Regions from separate parts of the Triticum aestivum genome. Here all the other regions are linked to region 2. Evidence: chromatin contacts called from public Hi-C data. All regions are on one chromosome and are shown on one strand. Each heading gives the region's core, a stretch centred on a gene start, on an enhancer-like site or on the middle of the called end of the contact. The rest is flanking DNA. Distances are from core to core; before and after follow the strand shown.

What was found. A called contact is a pair of places that touch in the nucleus more often than the background predicts.
Region 1: a contact with region 2 is called in a Hi-C map of leaf, with 7 times the contacts expected there. The contact joins the enhancer-like site here to the promoter of LOC123080261 in region 2. A contact is called at or near these places in 3 of 5 Hi-C or Micro-C datasets (leaf and an unstated tissue).
Region 3: a contact with region 2 is called in a Hi-C map of leaf, with 3 times the contacts expected there. The contact joins the promoter of LOC123080262 here to the promoter of LOC123080261 in region 2. A contact is called at or near these places in 3 of 5 Hi-C or Micro-C datasets (leaf, root and an unstated tissue) and 1 of 1 datasets of contacts at active chromatin or transcription factors (leaf).

Annotation. Positions count from the first base shown.
Region 1 is chr3D:529,408,331-529,412,813 of IWGSC CS RefSeq v2.1, reverse strand. No RefSeq gene overlaps it. Among protein-coding and RNA genes, the nearest start is that of LOC123076450, 8.9 kb to the right of the region's middle. Within about 2 kb of position 2,118, at least 1 of the 8 cell types and tissues checked has an H3K27ac peak or open chromatin away from gene starts, as enhancers often do. A contact at or near this core is called in leaf, where this site is marked.
Region 2 is chr3D:529,738,003-529,742,142 of IWGSC CS RefSeq v2.1, reverse strand. LOC123080261 (peptidyl-prolyl cis-trans isomerase FKBP15-1) reads left to right here and starts at 1,995. Exons shown (of 6, transcript XM_044503172.1): 1 at 1,995-2,164; 2 at 2,288-2,337; 3 at 3,572-3,634; 4 at 4,121-4,140. The coding sequence starts at 2,098.
Region 3 is chr3D:530,080,042-530,084,277 of IWGSC CS RefSeq v2.1, reverse strand. LOC123080262 (selenium-binding protein 1) reads right to left here and starts at 2,637. Exons shown (of 8, transcript XM_044503173.1): 1 at 2,482-2,637; 2 at 2,208-2,370; 3 at 1,240-1,435; 4 at 924-1,151; 5 at 507-738; 6 at 317-424; 7 at 1-219. The coding sequence starts at 2,370.

The DNA.
Region 1 (4,483 bases), core at 869-3,368, 330 kb after region 2:
GTCTCGCCGGACAACCCTGCCACGAAACTCGGTTAAAAAAGGAGATTCTCTAGCCAGCTGCACCTCACTTCACTCTGTTTGAAGGGAGAGAGGGGTTTGGTGGAATTGTTCGATGTATTGCTTGAGCCTCGTGGGCATATATATAGGAGTACATGATCTATTTGAAGTACAAGACAAGTCAGAATATTTCCTAGTCTAACCTATGTTTCCAATCTAATCAATATACTCAACATCCCCGCAGTCACAACGGTAGCGACGCAGACGGTGAGACTGGAGAAGAATCCGAAGGCACGTCGACGGACACCCCCCACAGTCGTAACGGTCGATGCATCGCGAAGTCGTGGCTGGAGTGAAAACCGACGAGGTTGCTCAAGCAAGGCGGTAGCCCTTTGTGGCGTTTGTCGAGGTAGCCGAGAGCGTAGGTGGTATAGCCGTAGTCGAGGTAGCCATGCGAAGAACACCGTGGTCGGTGTCGAGTTGGGGGTCGCCGGTGTCGAGGTAGTCGCCATGGAGCCACGAAAGAAGAGCAGCTGCGGCGGCGGCCTAAGGAGGCGGCGGCGGCGGCTAGAGAAGGAGCGCGGCGGCGGTGCTCGAAGTAGACGATAATGAACCCGACAGCGTGATGAAGGCCGGCGCGGACGGTGACGTTCCCGCGCCAAGGGAGGTGGCGCGGCGCATATCACGTGGAAGTCGCCGCGCGTGGACGACGGTGGACCGCGGGCTGAAGCGTTATAGCCCGAAGGGGCGACACAACGGCGGCGGGCTGGTCGGGGCGACGGCACGAAAGACCTCAGGGCGGTTGCATGGATCGCGTGCCACGCTCGCTACGGCTCGACGGGGCGACGCAGCGGCGGCGCGAGAGTCGGTGCAGCCTTGGGGACGGTCTGAAGCGGACGGCCTCGATGCGGCGGTTGACCGCGAGCCACGGCAGTACGGCCCGAAGGGGCGACGCAGCGGCAACGCGCGATATGGTGCAACCACGGGAACAGCCTCAGGACGGTGACGGGAACCACGTACCGCGACGCTATGGCCCGAAGGGGCGACGCAGTGGCGGCACGGATCTGTACAGCCACGGGAACCATGGGGCGGCGGTGCATCGGCCCGACGGCCGATGCAGCTGCAGCCCATAGCTCGATCAGTAAAAGATGCGTTGTAACCGATGACGATCTTTACGAAACCTGACGATGAAGGAACCCGGCGCCGTGCGCTCCGTCGCCGGACGTAGCAGGAGCGTGCAACCCAACACTGACACAAGAGTTAGCAGGAGATCGATTGCGTGTGTAGCATGCATGTGAAGTAGCGGCAACCACGCCGGCGCGGGACGCATGCGCTGGCCTTGGCCGCGCGAGAGTTGGCGCAGGCTGCGATCCAACGTCGGAGTAGCTGCACAGATGAACGACGGCAGACGGGCGACTCAATCCAATCTTAGATCGGAGAATCAAAAAAGATCACCGATCAATTGATCGGCGAGAGAGAAAAAACCCCAATCAACGAATTGATAGAAGGACTTTTTAGCGCAACCGATCAACGTAATCGGCGGACGAACCCTAGGTACGGGCGGCGCGGCCCCCGGTGGTGATCATGGAGATCGACCGCCCCGGGGGCGGCGCGGTGCGGAAGCGAGAGAGGGGTTTGGTGGAATTATTCGATGTATTGCTTGAGCCTCGTGGGCATATATATATGAGTACATGATCTACTTAAAGTACAAGACAAGTCAGAATATTTCCTAGTCTAACATATGTTTCCAATCTAATCAATATATTCAACACACTCGATAGTTTATTTTTTTCCCTCTCTTGCATTACAGAAACATTACGTCACCGTCACGGGCACACACCACTAGCACCGGCACTAGCACCACCGTCGCCGCGGGATCGCACGAGCGGCCAGCGCGATGTGTGGGTGCACAGTCGCCGGACGGCCACGGCCATCGCCACCGGAGGGGGAAGGCAACGGCACGCTTTGTCCGGTCTCTCTACCCCCGGGGCCGGCGACGTGACGTGACGACGCGCGCGCGTGCGGTGCGGTGCGTTGCTCTCCGGTCTACACTACCAGTAGGTATAGACGTACAGTCTACCGACGGAGGCAGCAGGCAGGCATCGCCCGCCGCGAGATTTTCGTAGCTCCCCGCGGCAGATTTTCTCCCGGAAAGAAAGGTACCCCTCGCCCTACGCCGGTGTGCGCCCGCTCGCCCGCCAGACGCGTCCAGTCGGTCGACCCCGCCTTGGCCTTGACCCGCCCGCCCGTCGTCGTCCTTCTCGGGTTCGTTCGACTTCGTTCGTGTGAAATCTAGACAAGCAAAGACGTACGTACGCACGCATGCATGCATCGAGATGCTGCTCTTGGAAACCTGGTCGAGACACGACTCGAGAGGTCCTTCTTGACGACTGTCGACCCAGCACCAGCAGTGCCCCGGTCAGTCACCAGGCTTGCAATCCTGCGCCAGTTTCGGGCCATCTGCGCGCCACTAACACACCTCCTCGTCAGGTTTGTACGTATAATACTGTTAGTGTACGATGGAGTAGTCGTTGGGTTAGGTGTCAGGCCAATTACACCGTGCGATCCTAAACGGACGTCCGCTTTGTCCGGATTTTGTCTGTTTGGGTACGGCAATAGGGTCGTGTTCGGGCAGTTTCTGGGATGCGGTGGCCGTGCGCCCAACGCATGGACGCATCCTGTCCGCATACCATTTTCTTTGCAAGCCTTTAACTTTTTTCTTCATTCATTTTTTGGTAGATGGGAATACATCACCAAATTTTAACTAGAAAAAAAAGACCAAAGAAAACAAGAACCACAAGAATACATTTTAGAAGATATCCAACTTCCATAACTGCTTCTGTAAGATGGATTAGTGCCTTCTCGATGCATTCATTGTTAATCTGTGGAGGAGCCGCCTCCATCTTGCGTGTTTCTTTCTTCTTCTTCGAGCCTAAAGAAATAGAGGTTGCTTCCTCGCATCTAGTCTTGTGTCTAGCCTCTAATCTAGCAACAAGTGCACTTGTCTCATCTACAACCTCTATGCTAGCTAAAAGTGCACGAACATCTACTAAATTGCGCTCTATCAATATATCGATGTACTCTTCTTCCCAATACCAAAACTTGCATCCATTCTACATAACAAAATTTGAAGTTAGCACAACTAGTCAAATCTAGAGCACAAACCGAAGCTAAAAAGAGCACATACCCCATCGTTTAAGCACTTGATGAACACCCATCCGGGATGTTCCGGCGTTGTAGACACGCGGCGCACGACCTTCTTTGGGCAGTGGTCGCACTTAATGAGCGGCAACGGTGCACCAACGAGCTTTTGGGCTAGCACCGAGCCCAGCCGCCCGCCATTCGTGTATCTGCCGGCGGACCACCGACGGTGTAGATCCGAGCGGCTAGAGGAGGAGCCACTGCCTGCATGTGGCCTTGCGGCCCTGCCAGGGCCTTCCGGCCCGGTGCCCGGCCAGTCCATGGCGCGGCGCGGCCTCCCACAGCCAGGCGAGCTCAAGACCGACCGGATCCGCCCCAAATCCGGCCGGCGGGTGCGCAAGTCAGGTGGCCGTGGTTGGGTGCCGAGGGGAAGGGGCTGGGCGAGCGCGCGTCCGAGCTGCACAGCTACAATGGCAGCGGCGGCGGCGGCGAGGGAAGAGTGGGGAAGGGTGGAGAAGAATGGAAGGCGTGCGGCCGGAGGGAGGGAGTGAGCGGATAGAAAAAGGCGCCCCTGTGCCACCGACAGGCGGGTCAGGGGAGGACACGCGCAGACGGCCTACGCGTCCGCGTGCTGTCCGTTTCTCCCAAAAGCGGCGCAAATTTGGGCCGGGGATGGGTCGAAAGCGGACAGAAAACGGACAAAAGTCCGTTTGCGCCCGCGCGCTGGGCCGTCTGGTTCATCCGTTTTATCCCGAACAAACGCGTGCGGATAGGACGGAGTCGCGCCGTGGAGTTGGCCTCACTGCCCGTGGCGCTTGGCCGCATGCATCCGTGCGCGTGCGTCACTGCCGGGCTCTGCACTCTCTTGAGGGGCATAACGGCATTTTAGCGCGCAGGTGACAAGATCAGACGGTCCACAGTGGATCACGCACCTGCAACAAACCTACAGCAAGACTACAGAGCAGGGTGCATGGCATGTCATGGCATGCATTCCTTCCTTCAAGCCGTAGTTTGTGGACTCGACAGTTGCTGCTCACAGAGCTGCAGGGTTTACCCCTGTGTCTGTGCCCGATCCACAGTCGACGGCAAACCGCATGTGCTCACAGAGGCGCGCACTGTGGCCTGCCCGATACTACGTGCTTGAATGAAGACTGATGTAAAGCTAAAAGCTCGTGGCGATGCCGCTGCCTGCCTGCCGCCGGAGCACTGGCGCACTGCGAGTGTTGGATAGTACCATGAACATGAAGAACATATATTCCACGGGGTGAGGCCCACGGGATCTCTGCCGCGGCATGCGAGAATGTGAGACCCGTGTTCACATGATCATTCTCCACTGATCGCCGCA
Region 2 (4,140 bases), core at 746-3,245:
TCACAAAGCATCAACGATGACTATTTTTATACACCAATGGTGACATAGCGGCCTATTACTAACCCCCTATAGTCAAAGGCTCAAAGCACCGTCGATCCCAGGCCTAGCACGGTTACATCTCGCTTGATGCGAGAGCTACCACCGTGTCACCTCACGGAACGGCCTAGCGGGCTAGCCCAGTAGTAGGTGTGTTCATTTATTCACCTGGTTTGTTTGCTTCGTCTTTTTTCTTTTTTCCTTTGTTTTTATTTTCAAAAATATCTAAATACGCATGTTCCAAAAAATAATTAACATTTTGAAAGCATTCATCAAAGGTTTAATAAATATTCATGCAATGTAAAAAATGTTCACTTGACTTTTTAAAATGTTTGTACATTTCAAAAAATGTTCAATTGTGTCCAAAATATCTTTGAGACATTTTTTTTAATGTTTATACAATGTAAAAATGTATGTATAATTTAAAAAAATAGAAAAATGTTCGCTCGTTCCAAAAACATGTTTGTTCATATTTGTAAAAATGTTAATACAATGTCAAAAAGTTCACGTAATTTTTAAAATATTTCGTACCCTTCAAAGCAATGTTCAATGTGTTGTTTTAATATTTATTCAAAATAATGTTGAAAATTGGTTTCTAGTGAAATTGGAGGCTCATGAGTTCCTCACTCTAGTCACGAATTTTCTTTGAGACCCTTTCAGTGTTATTTCTTTCCCAGCTATGTAGTATCAATTTATTTATTTATTTGAATTGGACTCCATATGTTCTTGCTTTCCCACTATTTTTTCCACAATCACAAAGCGTCGATGGTGATTTTTTATACATCAATGCTGACTTAATGGCCTATTAGTAACCTATAGTCAGAGCACCGTGTATCCCAGGGGTAGCGCAGTTACAACCCAATAGCAGGTTTGTTCATTTATTCGCTCGGCTTGCTTACTTTATTTTTTTATTTTTTTGTATTTTTAAAAATATTCTGAATACATATATTCAAAAAATATTTAAAATTAGAAAGCATTCATCACACATTTTCAAACTATTCCCACAGCGTAAACAATGTTCATGCAACTTCTAGAAACATATGGGCCATTTTAAAAATGTTCGTGGCATTTGAAAAATGTTCATGTGTGTCAAAAATATGTTCATCGTTTTTTTCAAAAAAAATATACAACGTATTTAAAATATACATATAAATAGAAAACGGTTTGTACCATTAAAATAAGTGGCATTTAGAAAAATTGTTCACACCTTCAAAAATATGTTTGTTCACTTTTGGAAAATTGTTAACACAAAAAATAATGTAATTTGAAAAATATATCTGTACCCTTCAAACCAATGTCCAAGGTGTATTTTTTTAATATTATTCAACATACCGTTCAAATATGTATTTGAAAATAAACATATACAATGTAAAAAATATTCACGTAGTTTACGAAAATGTTATGTGCAATTAAAAAATGTTCAATGTGTATTGAAAAATGGTTAACATGTATGTGAACAAAAAATGATCAAAACATTATGGAATTTGTATCAGAAAAATGTATGACATTATATATTTTTAAACATTATGAAGTGTATTGATTTTTTTTACATTATAGATTTAAAAATATATATTACTTGTATAAGAAAAATATTCATGTATGTACAAAAAATGTATGACATGTATTACAAGAAAAAAATGAAATAACCCAAAAATGGAAAGAAAAAATGCATGGAAAGTTGTACAAACCGGTATCATTTTTAGAACCTCCCAAAACTACGTCGGCTCCATTAAAACCTGACAGTAAGTGAGATATAACCCTAGCATCCAAGGCCCATCCATATTGAGCCGAAATCCAAAATGGGCTGGACCGTTATGTCACGAATGTATGATGGCTTCCAATTGTATACAGCCTCAATTGCTCAAAAAAATGTCTCAAAAAAAGAAAAGTTGCTCAAAAAAAATTGTATACTGCCTCAAAAAAAAAGTTTCCATTTGTACACGCGTGTGTATAGTATAGTAACGCGTAACGGTACCCGACTTGTAGTCCCGTCCAAACCGTATACGATCCAAAGAAACTGTACCTCGGCCGCTGACCAGGTAGGGATTGCAGGGAAGAGCGATGGGGACGAAGAAGCCGTGGCTCCTCTGCCTCGCCGTCGTTGCCATCGCGGCCGTCCTTCTGACCGGTAAAACGCGGGCCGCAACCTAACCTCCACCTGCTCCATCGACCTGTTGCGTCGTGTAAAGATATGTTCTGTTTTTCTCTCGATTTGGTTTTGCTCACTCGGTTTTTCGATCTGGTTCTCCAGCTTCGGCCAAGAAGTCCGCGGATGTTACACAGCTCCAGATCGGCGTCAAGGTCCGTATTCTGCAGGATTGTAACCAAACCGCAATCTCTGCTGCTCTCTTGTATTACTTTGCTTTGTGTGCTTTCTGTGTTCCGGCGGATCTGAGATCCTTCAGTGCAGAGTTCAGGAAAAGGCTGGGTTGGATGATGCTAGATTGCTAGGTTTGGGAGGTTTGCAGATCCGCAAGTGCGAAATAGGCTGTTGTTCCTTCACACACAGGGCGTGAGATTCAGGCTGCAGTTTGTTCACTAGAGCTAATTAGTAAAAATAAAAATGCGGCGAAGCTAATTAGCAATTTACTCGTGTAATCTTAAGGAATGTTGTTTAACCAACCAGTGTGTGCTTTTATATTGATGTATTAACAAGAAGCCACGATGGATATCTCTCAGAAGTAACATTCGATCTTCTAAGGAATGTTGTTCCAAACTTTCAATACTGTCCAAGATCCCTTCTGTGGGGACTTGTCATATTACACAGGATGTAAATTAAAAGCTGAGCGGAGAAGTGGACAACCTTTGTTTTCATGATTCTTCTGCTATGACAAACAGAAAATTATGTACTTACTGCTAAGGTTCATACATTATTTTAGAAATGGAATATCCAGTATTCAACCACAAACCAGAGTGTGGTATAGGGGTGTTCATCACATTTTGTCCATACCATTGAAGCATGCGCGGTAGTACTCTATTAGTTGTCATAGGCTGTATTTTTCCCTGTCTGATGTTCAACTTTGACAGCAAATTCCTGTATTTGTATTTCATTCATAGCTATGAAACTAGTTACAGGAAAGTGCTTTTGCATGCAAATTTAATGGTATGAAGCTTATACTTATAACATAACGCATGTACTGTTGGATTAGTTGTTGGCCAACTCATGGGTTTGGACAGTCAGGATACGCGCTGCATTTGCAACAGAGGAGTAATAATTTTGAATAGCATTATCAGATACATAGAAGATTTAGATGTACTTAGATGGTTTGAATGGTTTAGAAAAAAGGCTGATGAACACCCTTACTGTGGAGGGTAGAGATTTTCTGTATCTTTTTTTTAGAAAGTGAGATTTTCTGTATCTACGTGCCCAGCTTTCAGTCACTCATTAAGTCTTAATCTACAATCGTGCAACATTCGATTTATAAAGTTCTAAGGCAATCGTATACAGGTTATGTTTTCATTCTTATTACATTCCAATGATAGTATCACTGTGACTTCACATGACACTGTTTTCTTTGGCTCATCCTCTTTTCAGTACAAGCCTGAATCATGTACCCTACAGGCTCACAAAGGTGACAAGATTAAAGTGCATTATCGTGTAAGTATTTGACCGACACTTTTATCTGAAGTCAGCAATCCTATTCACTTATGATACTTGATAGTACTCTAGTCAAAAGAAATAATGACTGTAGCTAGTTATAACAAGCCTGCAATTCCAAGTCTCAGAAGCAAGGGCCACTGAGTTTCCCTTACTGTAACCTTCCTACTGTTCCTTCCAATGACTTTATGAACAACATAGTCCAAATGTACGATACATACTCTCATGTGTGCAGCAACTTTATAATGAATCAGTTGTGATAGCTATTTAACGCGATGTCTCTTAACATGAACCAGTTGAGATGCCTTGCAGAGAAAGTGAGAAACATCATGGCAGAGTGACCCTAGTAATTTATGGCCTTTATTGCGTTGTTTACCTGGTTTGTTTGTCATGTTTGCCTGAAAGAAACTCTTTGATGCTTTTCCTGTAGCGATTTGTCTCCACAGTTTTGTCATTCAGCTGAAAGCTTGACTATGCTGCGTGCAGGGGACACTCACTGATGGATC
Region 3 (4,236 bases), core at 1,388-3,887, 340 kb before region 2:
AACATCACTGCCCTTTTGAAGAAGCCCACCTACAAACACTTGTCCAGCCAACACAGGCTTTGCAGGGTCCTCAATGTTGTACTGCCTGATATCCCCATGAAGCCAGTTGACCAAGTAGAGATAGCGGTCATCGAGAGAGATGACAAAGTCAGTTATCAATCCTGGCATTTCTGGCAGCATCCAGTTGCGCACCTTCAATGGTTCTATGGATATAGCTACCTACAAATACAGACATAGGAAGCGTATATAAGATAGAAAATAAACTTCATTATGTACGAAAGAAGTAGGCATTAGCACGTTGTAGTTGTGAACAAACCTCATGGCTCCATGATCCATCTGCAGTTTTGAAGAATCTCACCATGTTGCTTGTCAAAGCACAGCCAACATAGCCGGTGTCCTTTGATGGGTCGTGTAAAAACCTCACCTGCAGATACGAGAAAAGGAGAACTATGGTTATATGATGTATGGGTGAATTACTGGACTCAAGTATAGTATCTGATACACACCTCCAGCGGAAGAAGACCTGTGCTGCCTAGATCCAGCGTCTGCTTGAGCTCACCACCAGGCCAGTCATACACATGCAGGTGCCTTCCATAGAGACCATCCTGGACATGCTGGAGATCAAAACCTGTCCTGAAAGCTGCCGGGGCTCCCCATGAAGAACTAATCATCGTCTTGTGACGAGGCTGGTACCAGAAATCATAGCCAAACAAGGGGCTGTGGCCTGGCTTTTCCCAACTACAAGTAGCAAATAGTTAATCAATACAACAGGAGCAGATAAAAACTCTGTCTCTCAAAAGTAAAGCATCAATATCGACGTTTTCAAAACTCAAATATTAATGGGTGGTTTGATGATTCCGATATGCATCAGCATGAGATATTTACATGGTAAAGTAATAATATGTTACGGTTTTTAAGCTTACCGTCCTTTGACGTTAAACTCTGAATCCAATAGGAGAAAGCCATTGCCAGCAGCATTTCCCTCCTTGTCTCCCAGGCAGGAAATCATTATATCACCAGTTGCAAGGCAATGGGATGTGTGAGGGAACCCAAGCCCGGTCTTCTCAGCAATGTCCTCAGCCTGGACAACCGTGTGCAGAGCAGGCGCCCTCGGATCCTTCGCAGTGTCGACCACATACACGCGACCAGACCTGTGAACAGCCACCAAAGCAGCATTACAGACTCAGCTAAAATTCAACTGTTCGCCCATTTGATCGTTGTCGCTCCATAAATACTCACAGCAAGGAAGGAAGAATCAAGAAGCGCCGGCTCGTGGACGGATCGCCGTGGCAGGAGCTGCAGGCGTTCCAGCCGGAGTGATGCAGCTCGTCGCCGATGTGCGTCGCCGGGAGCCTGTGGATCACCTGGGAGTAGGTCGCAGAATTGGGGTCGACGTCCACCGTGGCCAGGTAATCCGGCTTGTCGATTCCAGTACCTGCAAAATTCAGTACAATCAGGCAATCAGCAAAAGTTCACACAATCAGGCAATCAACCTGTACAAAGGCACACCCGTACATCTCTTGTCATGTTCACATGGTTTGTTCTGCCTTCAGAAACTGCCATGAAGAGAGGCCATGTGAAAAAAGACAGGGACTGAACTAGACGGTTCTGAATGATCCACGACTCAGCCAACTTGGACTCTTGTGTAACAGAAAATGGCAGTTTCTGGCTTTCTGCCATGGAGGGCACATGCATGCTGCATGTATGTTAAGCTCGCAGGCTAAACATTTTCCCTTAAGCTCAGGCTAATTAACTCGAGGCATACCCCAGTGTCTTCACCAACTCAAGAAAAATTGCATATCCCGGAGGGAAAAATATATAGTATTAAACTGAGGGACTGCGAGATGATTGCAGATCTGAAGTTTCTGAACCAAGGTTTACTATTACTAGAAACTTAGAGTAGCATGTCTTTAGTATTCTTTCCTATCATCATTTCAGACTAAATTAGGAACGGTTCGTCCCTTTCCTCGTAGTATTAGAAAGAGACTTTCAGGGTTAAACTAAGTGGCCTGTCGGTCTGTCCATCGCAGTCCAGGTCAAGTCTCGAGCTCTTCCTGTACTTGCTCTGTTAAAGCCTCTAAATTAGTAGGGCTCCTAACCACTCGCCCGAGATCTATGCGCAACTCGCAACGCAGGGAGGTGTGTCAGGTGTGTTTCTGTGTTAGAATTCGACAGTAGTAGGGATTTATGCAGGGTAGCATGCGTACCATTGTAGACGCAGGTGACGTAGAGGAGCCCCTCCCGCGGGCCCTTCTCCATGGCCTCCCTCGGCGTGGCGTAGCCGGGCCCCTTCGCCGCGCAGCACCCCGCCCCGGCGCCGTTCGCCCTCGCCGCCGCCGGCACCGCCGCGTCAGCCACCGCTGCGGCCATCTGTGATGTCAGGAAGCCCAAATTAGTTAACCCCCTGCCGGAAGGAGAACGCGGCTCCCCGGGCGAGCCGCCGGAGAGCAGCTGACGGAGCAGAGAGCCGAGCTGACTCACCGGAGCGTAGGAGGAGGTAGTTGGTTTTTCTTCTGTTGTGCGAGAGGGACAGAGGAGAGAACAGAGATGGTGGTGGTGGGACTGCCCGCTGGGAGACGGGGGTAAATATAGAGGGGTGGCTAACGAGGACCGCCACGTGGGCGGAGGGGATGCCGCGAGACGCGCCTCGCGATGCGTGCGGTGGCTATAGGGGGAAGGGAGGCCGGAGGCGTGGCAAGTGAACCTGGGCCCGGGGCGTGGGCAAGGCGGCGTCGTATCTGGACGATAATGCGGCTGCCTGCGTGGCGGGCGGGATTGATCCGTCCAGGAACTGGGGTTGGAGACAGCTTGGACCTACGTACGGGGAGAAAGCTCGGCGCGTCCCGATCCGGGGCCTCGCGGTCGCAGCCGTGAGCCGTCCGTCTTGGCCGGAGCCTGCGTGCGTAGGTGCGCACGCACGCCACGGGCTCACGCCAAACGGACCGTCCCGTGTGTGTCTGCGTGTGCAACGGACCCTGCAGCTTTGCATTTTTCGTAGCACGAAATTGGCACTTTAATTCGTAATACTACTCGTAACGTTCTTATATTTCTTTACGAATGAAGTATTTATCTAGATACGGATGTATCTAACACTAAAACGTGTCCAGACACATCTGTATCTGGACAAATCAAAGACAAGCTTTTTGAGACGAAGAGAGTACTACGACCTCTGATTCCTAAACATAAGACTTTTAATTTCAATATGAACTACATACAGAGCAAAATGAATGAATCTACACTCTAAACTATGTCTATATACATCTGTATGTAGTTTATATTGAAATCTCTAGAAAAACTTATATATATCCGTGTGTACTCTTTAATATTAGTCTCTATGCATGCATGGTCGGCCATTTTACGTCCCTGTCGTCTCATCTTTCATGTTGAAAAATGAACGCATCTGCTTTCCAGGCCCAACCGCTCTAGCAACTCGACGAGCCGATCTTACAGCCATTTGATTTTATTTTTTTGCATGGTACATCCATTTGATTTGAGGGGTCTGAGTAGACACTTTCTTTGTTTTTCTATACAAGATCACTTTGTTTATACATTTTGCTTTCGGCATACAACTCATATTTTATTGGTAAAATTAATGATCAAAGTTAGACGTAAAAATATGAGATGACCTTGTATGAAAAACGAAGGGATTAGTTTTTTTTTACTCTCTCTGCTCTCGGTCTATCTGCCCGGACAACCTGAAGGGTCCGGTTGAAGATGCTTTTACTGCAACGGAATTCAACCCCGGGCTTTGCGGCTAGTCCACGAACGCCACGCTCGGCTCTACCAACCGAGGGATGATAGCTAAGCCAGCCAGCGGCTCGATCGTTACGTGCTCTGCTCTACCACTTCTCATCTCTTGGTGACACTTTGCGATTTGCCTCTGAGTCAGAGATGCATATCCCAGGCCGTGGCCTGATAAGGATGCATGCCCTAAAACACGTCAGCCAATAACACACGACCGAAAACTCCAAACTCACACGGCCGAGCCACCAGCAAGAGCACGGATCTGGTATAGTATCAGATTTAAGCTATCTGTCCGGATGGCACGGATCTGCTAGCTAGTTGCCCATGATCAACGACTTTACGTGCTGCCAGTTTCCACATCCATCACAACTTTACAAGACGATTATAATAGCCCTGCATGCATGGTTATCTCAATCTCTGCCTCACTTGAAGTCCATATTCGGACGTATAACCGCTGCTCTATAGTTTTGTTTTATCACCATGCGTTGCGTG